Linked DNA regions of Zea mays: region 1 is linked to region 2. A link is a contact called in public Hi-C data. All regions are on one chromosome and are shown on one strand. Each heading gives the region's core, a stretch centred on a gene start, on an enhancer-like site or on the middle of the called end of the contact. The rest is flanking DNA. Distances are from core to core; before and after follow the strand shown.

Region 1 (6,731 bases), core at 2,698-5,197, 71 kb after region 2:
TGTGATTTATTTTAATGTTGCCATTTTTAAGTAATTCATCAAATATTCTATCACACTTACCAACATTAAATGTAAACTTAACCTCCTCTTGCCGTTTCTTTTGAACCGGCTGTAAGGAGGCACAAGCCGAAGATTTGGCCTGCTTTGGCCAAACCATTTCAGCAGCATACACCTCTGCTGATTCGTCTTCTGAGCTACTTTGGTCGCATTCTACTACATGTACGTTGTGATGAGTTGTTTTAGCAGTTTCTTTGCTTCGGCTTTCACAAGCCAAAGCTCTCTGGTGTAATTGTGCTAGTGTAAAGAACTGGATGCCTTCTAATCTTTCTTTTAAATAATATTGCAGACCATTAAAGGCTAATCCTACTAGCTGTTTCTCTGCTAAATGAATTTGAAAGCATCGGTTTCTTGTATCTCGGAATCTCCGGATGTAATCATTAACCGATTCATCTTTTGTCTGTCGCAACGACACTAAATCTACCAAATCCAACTCATAGTCACCGGAGAAAAAATGATCATGAAATTTTTGTTCTAGATCCCCCCATGATGAAATGGAATTAGGAGGTAAAGTGGCATACCATGCAAACGCGGTTCCTGTTAGCGATAATGAAAATAAACGTACGCGAAATGCCTCTGTGTCGGCCAATTCTCCCAATTGTGCTAAGAACTGGCCTATATGTTCGCGTGTGTTTTTCCCTTGATCACCCGAAAATTTTGCGAATTCGGGTATCCTGGTTCCCTGTGGGTATGGGTGGTGATCAAATCGGCTTTCATAAGGTTTCCGATATGATTGCCCCCCAGGGACCATGCTTACTCCGAGCTTATCTCGGAACGCCCCGGCTATTTCTTCCCTTACTATATCAATGGCAGCCGGTGCGAGACCACCGGCTCTCTGGTCAAACATAGGTGAGGTTGGCTGGATATTAGCATGTTGTCTTTCCCCCCATTGGTTTGAGTTACGTGGTGCATTTTCATTTGCCCTATATGGGTCATAGGTTTGATCGTTTCTTTCCGGCCTCCTGGGTGGGGCCGGAAAGCTTTCCTGGGCTCTGGATCTTGAATTAATGGATTGATGCATTGTATAGTGCGATGGGAAGTGCTGCTGGGACGGGTGAGGATTCTGGTAACAATCCTCCTCAAAAAGGTCATGTGCGGACTGTCCGGACATTGGCCCGGACCGTCCGTGATTATGTGCGGACCGTCCGTTGTTGTACGCGGACGGTCCGACTGGGTAGTTTAGATTCTGTGTCGTGTGTGGAGGTTCGGGCGCATATCTAGGTAACTCATTAAAAATCGGCCCGACTGTTGTTGGTCCGGACGGTCCGCGCTCACGTGCGGACGGTCCGGGTATGTGCAGATCGGCTGATTTGCTGCCGATTTGCGGTTGCTCAGGGTATGTGTCCATCGGCATCCCATAAAGGGGTTGTGACTGGTCGTGACAACCTGTAGCCGATGTGTTACGCGTGTTACCTCCTAACTCAACCTCGTGCGAAGGAAAATTTGTGATACTAGATTTATCAAATGCACGCACTAGTCTCTTAAGATCGCTTTGCATACCCCCTATGATGTTCTGCATTTGTTCACGCTGATCTTCTACATAATTTCTAAGAGATTGCAGATCGTTGGTATTACTTACATTGGGGATATCTGGCGTGGGTTGGAGCGAAGCCGGATCCGTCGCCCGATGTCGGACGACTTTGTTGTTCCTGTCCACTTTGAAGTTGGCCAAGAACTTTGCTTTCGCCTCCTGGATCATCCGCTCCTTGTGCTCCTCGAACTGGAGCTGCTCGTCAGCCGGCAAGGTTTCCCAAGTCGGCTCTATGATGTTGCTTGGAGAAATATCAGAGCTATCCCTTGAACCGGCCATTGAGGGCCGATTTGATGAGCTTAGATATGTCGTCCCCAGCGGAGTCGCCAAAAAGTATGTTGACGCCTTTTCGGAGCGCCAAATACTCAAGAAGAACCGGCGGCGGTGCTCTCTGCACAGGGGCGGACGGTCCGCGCGCGAGGCCGGACGGTCCGCGGCCTGGTGCGAGGCGCGGTGGTACTCTCTGCGCAGGGGCGGACTGTCCGCGGCCTGGGGCCGGACGGTCCGCGGCCTGGTGCGCGGCTAGGGCTTCTCTGCCTGACGGCCGGACGGTCCGCGCCCTAGGGGCCAGACGGTCCGCGCGTACGCAGAGGCGGCGGAAGTCGCCGGCGGCGCCTGGATTTCGCTCCCGGGAGGGACCCCGTCGGGGAGGAGAGATCCTAGGTGGTGTCTAGGCTCGGGCCGGCCGACCTAGACTCCTCTAATCGACGTAGAGCCGAAGAGAGACGAAGAATTTGGGGATTGGGAGGCTAAACCTAAACTAGACTAGAACTACTCCTAGGATAAAATGCGAATAAAAGTTGTATTGATTCGATTGTTGATGATACAAATCGGCCGTAGACCTCTCTATTTATAGAGGAGGGGGGCTGGACCCTTTACACAACTGATTCCGAGCTAATTCCGCGAATATAGCTAACAACCGTAGCACAAAACTCGGAACCCTAATCTGTTCTGCGCACGCGCGGACCGTCCGGCCCACAGGCGCGGACTGTCCGGACCGCGGACCGTCCGGCCTCAGGGCCGGACCGTCCGCAGCTCTTTTTTGGTTCAAACAAGCGCAGAGGAGAAAAAGATAAGGGCATAGTGGATCCCCCTGTCTGAGCCCACGTTGTGGACAAAGGGATCACGGGAGGATTGGAGGGAATTGAGGGGGGAAATAAACTAATTTTCTCATCAATCCCCTCCAATCCTCCTGAGATCCTGGGTCACCAAATCAGCCCCAAAAGTGCGATGTTTCCCGCTACGCTAGCCGGTACATGCATAGGGGAACAGGGCGTCATGTCACGTTGGACGGGAAAAACATAAACAAGTCCACGATGTTCTACAGGCCATGAAATCAGAAGACCTACCATGAGTCTTGTGCATAGTATTATCAAGGTTACAGGGGTTAAAGATCCAATTTTCAAGGACATTCTCTGATGTAGACACGTAATCAAAGAATAGGGTTATGTAGACCTATTCCCTTAAACTTACATAAATTAGGTAGTTACATTACGGTTAGTTTTCGTTTATGATGGTTTTAACTTCTTGCCATGTGAGGCTAGCGAGCTTCTCGCCCATGTACACTTGTTTTTCCTGTTTGATCGTCACAACGCAATATGTAAAATTTGTGCCGGAACTATTAAAAATCGACACATTCAATTTCATTGTTCTTCGATGATATCGATTGTGATGCCATGATGTTCTAGATAGGGACACACGAAAACAGTTCATAAGTGATCTGACGGCTATGACGAAAGGGCGTTTTTGAGGTAGCTAATTAAGCTTAGAGCACGGCGTGTGGAAATTTGAGGTGCGTCGGTAGTTTCTATGCAAAGATATTGGTGGTTGGCTTGATTAGCACTTATGCGTGCATGCGTTCTATGCTAGCTAGTCTTATAGTCTTGCCGCGTACTACTGACTGTTACTAGCTAGTAGCCACTAGCCAGTAGCCACAGGCGCGCGGCAGCGTGCAACTCGTGCCGCCGCTGTGCTGGCTAATCAGCCGACGACGAAACATAGCAGAGCAGATCAGCAAGCACTGCAGCAGTAGTTAAACTCTGATGAGTCAACCAAATACATGCAGAGAGGAGAAATGGCGAGCCTGCACGGCAATGTCGCTGCGGCCTGCAGAGCACACGCGGTGGGTCTGTATTTTGACAGGAATAGTACTCACGTAACGTCCACTCCGACTCCACCACGCTTTCGTCTTCGTCCTACAGGATCAAATCGCGGCGCATGTGATCACCGACGGCGACACGGCTCACAAATCACAGCAGCAGCAACAACAACCGACTCGTGTGAACTCGTGTGCCCTGCGTCCATGCAGTACACGGTCCGGTGAGGTGATCGGACGCGCGCGGGCCCTTGCCTGTCCTCGCGCGAGCGAGGCCGCCGCGTCGGTCGCCTTCCATCTCCCTTGTGCGCACATGCTTCGCACTCTCCATCCCCAAACCACACGAGGAGCTGCACTTCCACGGCGCGGCAGCGGCGCCGCCGCCGGGCCTGCAGGTCTTGATCGTCTTGTACAGCAGGCCGAGGGGAGGGGGCTGAGCGCGGGCCCGCTATGCGCAGTGATTTTCGGCAGCGCGCGCCGCGCGGCGGATGCCCGGTAGATGATAACTAACGGGAGGAGCACAGGGCGCCGCTGGGAATGTTGTGTGGTCGGGCCGATGAACGGCACGCCCATCGCAGCGGAACGGGGCTGCAGGCGGGAGCATATCCATGTGTTTGGTTAGATCCGTGCGCACGTGCAAAGCTCTACAGATACAAAAATTAGACAACTTCATGTGTTTGGTTGCTTGGATGTAAGTCTGGATCAGGTCAGACTCGTGCAAAATATTGGCCTCAACCAGGCCGTGGGATACGGCCAAAAGGCACATTCCACGTGAACCAGGCTACGTTCGGCCACCGTCGCGCTCTCCTCGCGCTCGAGCTAGACAAATCCATCCGTCGCGCTCTCCTCGCGCTAGGGTTTCGCCGTCGTCTCCTCTCCCCTCTCACGTCTCCTCCCTCTCGCTGTTGTGACACTCCTTCTAGGTAATCCGTTCTTCTTCTGATTTGCAGTAGTATTGGTAGTTCTTGGCTGAGATCTGGTATCTATGTCAGACTTGATAGTAGCTGGTTCAGTAGCTGATAATATTCCTATATTATTGGGGGCCTTCGGCTTCCGAAGGTCCTCAAAAACATGATTTAACAATGTTTCTGGAGTAAAGTACATTAACAGGTATCTTCGGACTCGGATCAGAGCCACGGTACGAAGAAGCACAAAGGTTGGCGCAGAGACGAAGCTGTGTGTAGAAGAGCTTCGGAATAGCGGCGGAAAAGGAAACCGACTTAAAGATGAAAAACCAGATTAGACCTCGAAGAGTTATCATAGAGTTATTGATAAATATAAAGGGCATTATTGTAATTTTCTATGGGCTGCGACCCGTGCCTATAAATAGTTGAACAGTATCCCTGTACTGGACACACTGGTTTTGGCATTGACTTTTGCGTCACACTTGTACTTTTACCTTCTTACGAGCTGAAGGTACACTTGTAATTTGATATCATTTTTATCTTCCCGTTATAATAAAATGGAAATGAGTCGATAATAATACACAACTGTTTATGTTATTTTTATGTTTCATATGATTCCTTCTTCATTATTATATTTTATGTTTATGAAGGTATGTCCTTCATAACCTTCGTCCAAAAATCATTATATCCTTAGGGAAATAATGTTTAAAAGGACGAAGGATATTAACATTTAACATTTTATGTTGCCTTGTTCTTGATTCATAGCATTTGAGAACAAGTCCCCAACATTGGCGCCCACCTCCGGTGAACTCACTTCCATTTTTTGAATCTTGAACACTTTCGGCAAGCATCACCTTCGTCATGCCGCCGAAAAAAGCTTCAGCGACAGGGGCTGGTACTTTACAGCCGCTGGATCCCAATCAGGATGTCCTTTCTCTCAGAGAGGTCCGAAGCCAGAAGAGGAAGGCTGTTAGTCCAACACCTCCGGTGGATGACCTAGATCAGGAGATCCACAACCTGGAGATCCTTCAGCAACAGGTGCAACGCAAGAAGGAGAAGATGGCTCGTCTAGCTGATCTTCAGAGACAGATAGACGAAGCTTCTGAAGAGGTTCGTCATCTTGTTCAAGATGATCAAAGCCGAAGGCCTCCACGCAGAGAGCTTCATCAGGAAGGCTTCCACAATGAGGATGACTGGTACGAAGATTTCCATCATGGAAACTTTGCTTTTGATGATGCTTCTCCTCTCTCAACAGAATTGCAGGCTACACCATGGCCACAGTCTTACAAGCCACCCCAACTCCCTGTGTATGACGGTCACACAGACCCGAAGCAATTCCTAATGAGCTATGAAGCAACCATATCTTCGTATGGTGGCAATACGACAGTCATGGCAAAATCTTTTGTCATGGCCGTCAGGAGTGTTGCTCAGACTTGGTACTCTTCTCTTCGGCCAGGGACAATCACTTCTTGGCAGAAATTAAAGGATATGCTGATAACTAGCTTCCAAGGGTTTCAGACGAAGCCAGTCACCGCTCAGGCTCTCTTCCAGTGTACCCAGGACCATGAGGAGTACCTTCAGGCGTATGTCCGGAGGTTTCTGCGCCTAAGGGCACAAGCGCCAAAAGTGCCCAATGAAATTGTCATTGAGGCCATGATTAAGGGGCTTCGGCCGGGACCATCAGCGCAGTACTTTGCCAGGAAGCCACCATAAACGTTGGAGAAGCTGCTCCAGAAAATGGACGAATACATTCGAGCTGACAATGACTTCCGCCAAAGAAGGGAGGAAGCATTCAGGTTCTCTGAAATGACCAGGGGCTTCGGAGGAAGATTTCACCCGAGGCATGTTAGGTCAATCCATAACTCTGCTCAAACTGATGATCGAGGAAGCCAGCAGCAAAGGCCACAACACTCTTCACAAGCTTCGGCCCAACAGCAGAGTTCTTTTCGGCCGCCAGCGCCAAGGGGCAGAGGCGCCAGGGGCTTCGGGGGAAGGTTCGGAGACCAGCCAAGAAAAATATATTGCTTATTCTGTGGAGAAGACAAGAGCCACACTACCAGGATGTGCCATGTTACCATCCAGAAGCAGAAAGAAATAGCGGAAGCAGCAGCGCAACAGAGTCAGCCGAAGCAGGTCATGCATA
Region 2 (6,107 bases), core at 2,709-5,208:
GGAATAGATGAATCAGAAAAAATGGATCAGAAAAGACAGTTCTTCGTCATGTACCTGTCTCCTATCCTCATGCGGGGTTTCTTGCCTGGCACTTTGGTCCTGAGAGCATCACCGAGTTTTTCTGTCACCACCCACTCGTTCACCCTGCCTGCCTCCAGTAGGCCGATGAAAGTGGCCTTGGTTCTATGCAGCGACATCACATTCTCGAAGAGGGTCCAGAAGACAACTAAGTGAGCTGACCTGCACCACCATCCGATGGTTTTGATGTCAGATCTGTAAGCTAATGTCATCGGATTTATCATAGCTTGAGGGCAGAGTGAAAGGCATCGTTGGTTTTGAACTTTTGATGGCTGGATGATCATAGAGTTGTTGGAAAGATTGGTACTACCTTGGAGTGGCAACAGCACTGAGAAGGGTTATTACGGTTGGGATATAGACGGAACCCCACTTTGGCACTTGAACCTCAGGAACCAGGACCGTCGTGGGGATCACGATGCAGTAAAACACGAACGTCACGGCGTGCGCTACGATCTTGCGCACGAGGAAGAAGTTGTAGATGACGTGGATTTTCTTCCAGAGCGTCACCTTCTGCACCAAGGGAGAAAAAAAAACCAATAACTAGCTAGTTAGAAACAAGTCTCTTTTTTTTTGGCTATATATATATATTAAATATTTAAAAGGGGTTCTGTGCAAGGCACCTTGTTTCTGACGATCTCCACCAGCGTTTTCCTGAACAAGTTTGCCGGCCCACACGACCATCTGTGCTGCTGGTACCTGTACGCTTTGAGTGTGCTCGGGAGCTCGCTTTTCACCTGGAAAACAACGCGTCTCTTCTGGGTTAATTTCGGCTGCATGCTCAGGAAGGAGGAGGACTGGTAACACTCAAAGAACAAGGGAAGCGAACGCAGTTGGTGTAACACATGGTGCATCCTACCATGAGGTCACCGATGTATACAAACTTCCACCCTTTGAGGCTTGCTCGGACTGCCAGATCCATGTCCTCCACCGTGGTCCTGTCCTTCCACCCTCCGGCCTCGTTCAAAGCGGATATGCGCCACACGCCAGCGGTTCCTATCGAAAAGATATGTCGAATGGTAAAGGCCGTGCGAAACTGTAGACTGTGCTGTGCTATTTACGTAGTTGAGTTTGAAATAGAGAGTGCGTGGGATAGAAAAACTGTTTGAGAGACAGCTTAATGGTTTGTTTGATTCAGCTTTCTTAACCAGATTCGATACCAAAAATCTGAAATTCCAACCAAAATGGATACTTCAGCAGAATAGATTTCTGAAAATCTATATATTTCTCTAGTTCAATTTAGAATCATCTTCTACGCCAGATTTTCTAGATTCCTGTCATCCATATTAGAAGCTGTCATGCTCTTATAAAATCTACAGTTGAGAGTTGTTTCAACCAAGCAAATTTCAGTATTTATAATGGTCAGCTCACAACAACCTTCTCATAGTTCACAGCTGAAATCAGATTTTCAGGAATCTACATATGAACTAAACAGGCCCTAAGAATAACGACTTTTATTATTGAGCTGAGCTGTCGTTACTGTCACTCGTCGTTCAGGGTCCCTTCATCATCTCTAAATCTCTTCAACTTATTTTTACACAAATTTCATACGGCTTTGAGATGTGGCACGTGACCCCCTTTTTTTTCGTTTATCTTTATAGAAAGACTAGGAAACAGAGTATGAGGGACTGAAACACGTGGCAGAAAAAAAAAAGGAAAAGGCCGAGGGACAGAGGCATGCATGGAGAAGAGAAAGGGCACAGCTAGCCCCCCGGCCGCCCCCACAAGAGAAGGCATCTGAAGAGAGAGTTTTTACCGTTGAAGCCGAAGAAGGCGTAGGTGGAGGAGCCGACTTCCTGCTCCACTGCGAAGTGGTAGTCCAGGGACATCTCCTGCATCCTTGTCATCAGGCATTCGTCTGCGTTCACTGCTCATGGGAGACCCAGCAGCAGCGGACATGGGATCAGCAGCAGTTCAGCATGCACAAAGAGCCTCTAGCAAAGCAAGCTGATGGAAGGTGCTGCCGGCCCGAAAAAACATCCTTTCATCAATGTGGGGGATAATTCAGACGGTTGACAGCCTTTACTGAGACATGTTTTTTTATATAAAAAAGAACTATTCTTTGCGCCTGTCGTCCATCAGTGATGAATGAATGAGAGTGAGTGTGATATGTGCTAGTACTAGTCCAGACTCCAGAGACGGAGGAGATGTTCATTGCTGATCCGGAAAGACTGGGTCTAGTGGTCGAGTGCTGGACCGCGTTTATGATGATGCCAAAGCAGGTAGGTGTGGTTTCGTTGGAAGTTGCACTTGCACTTGGGGGGTGGGTAGGTAGGTAGTTGAGGCTGGAACTGAGGCTCAGACCGTGACCTGTGGTAGCTGATATGATCTCTGGTGCTGGCGTGTCTTGTCTAGCTGACGCTCACTCTCTCAAGGAAAGCTTGCTTTGGTGCCTACGGGCTACAGGAATGGCGTCGCAAACCACATGGGTGGCCGATGGAGACCGACCGATGCATGCATGCATCATGCAGTTTATGTGGAGGACCCGCCTGCCTGTGTGAGTGACAGGGACACTTTGACCCTGGGCCCAGCACCGACGTTCTTCCATGTACTGGGCACGCAGTTGGGTTGGGTCGCTAGCTGGAGTACGTACGTGCGGTAAAAACGACGTACCGAACTTCCAGCGCGCCTGGACGAGCGCGAGGTCCGGGTTGTGGAGAAGGAACGGCACGGCGCGCCACAGGAAGTCCGGCTCCGGCTGGAAGTCGGCGTCGAAGATGGCCACCAGGTCGCAGCCGCGGGCGTAGGCGCGCTTCATGCCTTCCCGGAGCGCGCCGGCCTTGTACCCTCGCCGGCTGTCGCGGACCTCGTACTTGACGTTCACGCCCTTGCTCGCCCACCGCCAGCACTCAGCACGAACCAGCTCCTGGTGGTGGTCCATCATCATCAGGAATTAATAGAAACATGAACATGATAGTATGCATGCTGGAGTTCCTTGTGTTGTGTATGTACCTTGACGACGGGGTCGGTGGAGTCGTCCAGCACCTGCACGATGATCCGGTCCGACGGCCACGACAGCCCGCACGCCGCCCCGATCGACACCTTGTACACCTGCACGTCCACGCACGCACCACCATGCAGCCAGCCAGCCAGCAGCCCAGCACACGCACGCACACGTACGGTCAGTGTATGTAAGTCCTCCCCTACTAGCTAGCCTTAAATTAAAAATGAACGCTTTGATCGCGAGACGACCAGAGCCAACGCCGGCGCCGGCGTCCGTCCGGCAGGCGCTCACTCACCTCCCGCTCGTTGAACATGGGGATCTGGACGAGCACCATGGGGTAGGCGGCGGCCGCCTCGAGGTCGTCGCCGTCGCGGATGGGCTGCCACCGGTACCGCCGCTCGGGCCGCCGCCCGAGCAGGCGCGACGCGGCGACCACCACGGCCATGTACACCTTCTCCGCGAACAGCATCGCGGACATGGCCAGGCACAGCGCCACCGACACCCGCAGCAGCGGCACCACCACCGGGGACTTGAGCTGCTGCCACAGCGCCGCCGCGACGTCGCTGCGGGAGTAGCCCGCCGCCGGCACCGTCCCCAGCTCCGCCAGTACCGCCATTGCGGTTGTGATTTTTGCACACCGTGGACCCAGGCTCCCAACACACAGACGAGCAGCAGGCGTGACGACACCTAGCACGCAATGCGGGGGGGGGGGGGGGGGGGGGGGGGCACGGTGGCCAGGTGGGAATAATGCAGCGCCGCCGCCGGGGTGGTGCCGGTGCCTGCAGCGCCTGCTCCGTTGCTCGTCAAGGGAGGGAGAATAAAAGGGGTGGGCTAGCGCCTAGCGGGAGGGTGGTGGGCTTTGTTGGCTCCCGCAGGGACCACCAGACGGCGAGGCAGCGAGGGGAGATTTTAACGGCTGGGGGCTGACCCCCGGGGACGCCGCCGCCGGGTGTCGGTGGCCGCTGCCAGGTGGTTTTAACCGTAGGTGATTGTGATTCGCTTGGCTGTGCCTGCGGTAGATACAGCCATACATACAGCCTACAGGGTGCTGAACTGCTGATACATTTTTGGATTTGATAACCGGAGTACATGCGAATCCATCCACCTGTTTTCACCGGGCCAACCATTTCCATTTGTAAGCTAGGTATCACCTTACCATTTAAAAAAAACAAAATAGGCATCACTTTACTAGCTTGTGTATTCATTGGTTTTTTCTTTCTTTTTGTATGCATGCGTATAGAACTAGTTTTCATACTTAGAAAAATAGGGTAATTGGCTTCTCAACTAGTGCTTCAATATTATAGGAAATGTTAACATGGTAATGCTTTTTAGAACTTCTAAATCGGTACACGTTCCAATAAGAAGAAAAAAACAAGAAACGTCCATAAAATAGAGTGCATTTATTGTACACAGTTCTTAGTTTTGGCTGGAGTATAATGGGTGGATTGATCTGGATTGTGGATCCGTCATCTTTTCTTTCCTTTTTAAGGTTAGTTTGCAAACTTAAATCTCATCCAGAATTTTCAGAGATTGAATGAGAAATTAGCTCATCCCTCCACAATTCTCAGAAATCTCGGAGAAGATTTAAGTTTCCAAACTAGTTGTTATAGTGACAGCTCTTGATGAGATGTGTTACGGTGGACAACTTGGATCAATAAGGACTAGTTTCGAAACTCAAATCTCCTTGGAGATTGGAGAGGGATGAGGTGGAAATAAACTAATTTTCACCCCTATTTCCTTCCAATCCTCAAGGGGATTTGAGTTTACTTAAAGGAAGGAAACATATCCGTGGCTCACAAATAGGCCAAACTGCGACACACTAAACACGACCACTAGGAATCCTCAAGACTTGGAGAATTAGTTGGTAGGATCCTAATATTTGGATTTTTGTTTACCTCTTTAGATTACCAGAGAGTTTGTTAGGATTTGGATATAAATGCTAAAAACTCGATTTGAGTTAGCTCCCATATGCTAGGCACGCTCGATTTGAGTTAACTCTCGTGCTAGGAAGAAGGGAAACTTGTTTGAAGCCTCTGAAGCATCCATGTGGTTCCTAATATGATTACTCTTGAGACGACCCGTTGTGTCCACCTTTTTTCTCAGATCCAGAGACCACTGATGTTCAGACTGTATAAGTGCCTTAGTGAAATTAGCAACGACCCTCCAATCTCAAAGATCACCTAAAAATTCATTGTTTGAGTCGTTCCGACCCAAACGTTTTGACTCAGGTGGCAGCCCAAACCTTAGCCACCGCCGGCTGCCACCACCTCTGGGGGTCGTTGCACACCGTGTGGATCCTAAGGAAGGTGGTGATGGGGTCCTTCTACCAGTGCGCCCAGATCTAGGCGGTGGCGACACGTGCACGCCTGTGGGGGAGTGTGGCTCAACGTGCGACTTGTGGCGTCGGGAGGGGCTCGTCGCATGGCCTATGGAGGAAGCAGAGGTGGTGGCAACGGGGGCTCGTCGCACATACTGCGGAGGAGGTGAAGGAGGAGGCTCGTCCCGTGGCCTGCGGCGACAACTCGTCTTGTAGTCGGCAATGTCTGCACTTCATTGCGTGGCCTTCGGCACCTGTGTCCCCTCCTCTCGCCTTGTGCGGCACGACGACTCGACCTTGGGATTGCTGATATATCCGTTAGGCATGGTGGGTGGATTTGGTGCATCGCGCCCTATGACCATCCCTCCCATCTTGCTCTAGTTGTAGGGCTAGTATGGCCATGGCACGACGCTATGGCCATTGAATCAGTGGCCATATCTGACGACTTGATGTTCGGGTCAGACGTCCCATGTTTAGCTGCAATCAATCGCTCCATCATGATAAGTATAGAAGTGCAAATCAAATCAAGTAAGAGACAAAGAATGAAATAGAGCGAAGCAGAGATAAGTGACACAAGGATTTATCATGTGGTTTAGCCAAGCCTGAAATGCTTGCCTACATCCATGTTGGAGTTAGCCAACCTGGCTTAGAGTCTATTTCAACTCCTTCCTCTGTTTGCTCAGATCTGTCACCATGTGGTAGATCGAGGCTTCCACTATGTTGATGATGGTTACATGTCACACCCAGATTTAAGGGCAAACCCGGGCGCGT

The links. A called contact is a pair of places that touch in the nucleus more often than the background predicts.
Region 1: a contact with region 2 is called in a Hi-C map of ear, with 8 times the contacts expected there. The contact joins the enhancer-like site here to the promoter of LOC103638767 in region 2. A contact is called at or near these places in 6 of 25 Hi-C or Micro-C datasets (ear, leaf, root tip and 1 more).

What each region holds. Positions count from the first base shown.
Region 1 is chr9:104,060,589-104,067,319 of Zm-B73-REFERENCE-NAM-5.0, forward strand. No RefSeq gene overlaps it. Among protein-coding and RNA genes, the nearest start is that of LOC100282052, 21 kb to the right of the region's middle. Within about 2 kb of position 3,948, at least 10 of the 20 cell types and tissues checked have an H3K27ac peak or open chromatin away from gene starts, as enhancers often do. A contact at or near this core is called in ear and tassel, where this site is marked.
Region 2 is chr9:103,989,389-103,995,495 of Zm-B73-REFERENCE-NAM-5.0, forward strand. LOC103638767 (probable glucomannan 4-beta-mannosyltransferase 9) reads right to left here and starts at 3,959. Exons shown (of 9, transcript XM_008661585.4): 1 at 3,315-3,959; 2 at 3,028-3,126; 3 at 2,689-2,941; 4 at 1,832-1,942; 5 at 935-1,071; 6 at 699-812; 7 at 389-588; 8 at 55-240. The coding sequence starts at 3,635.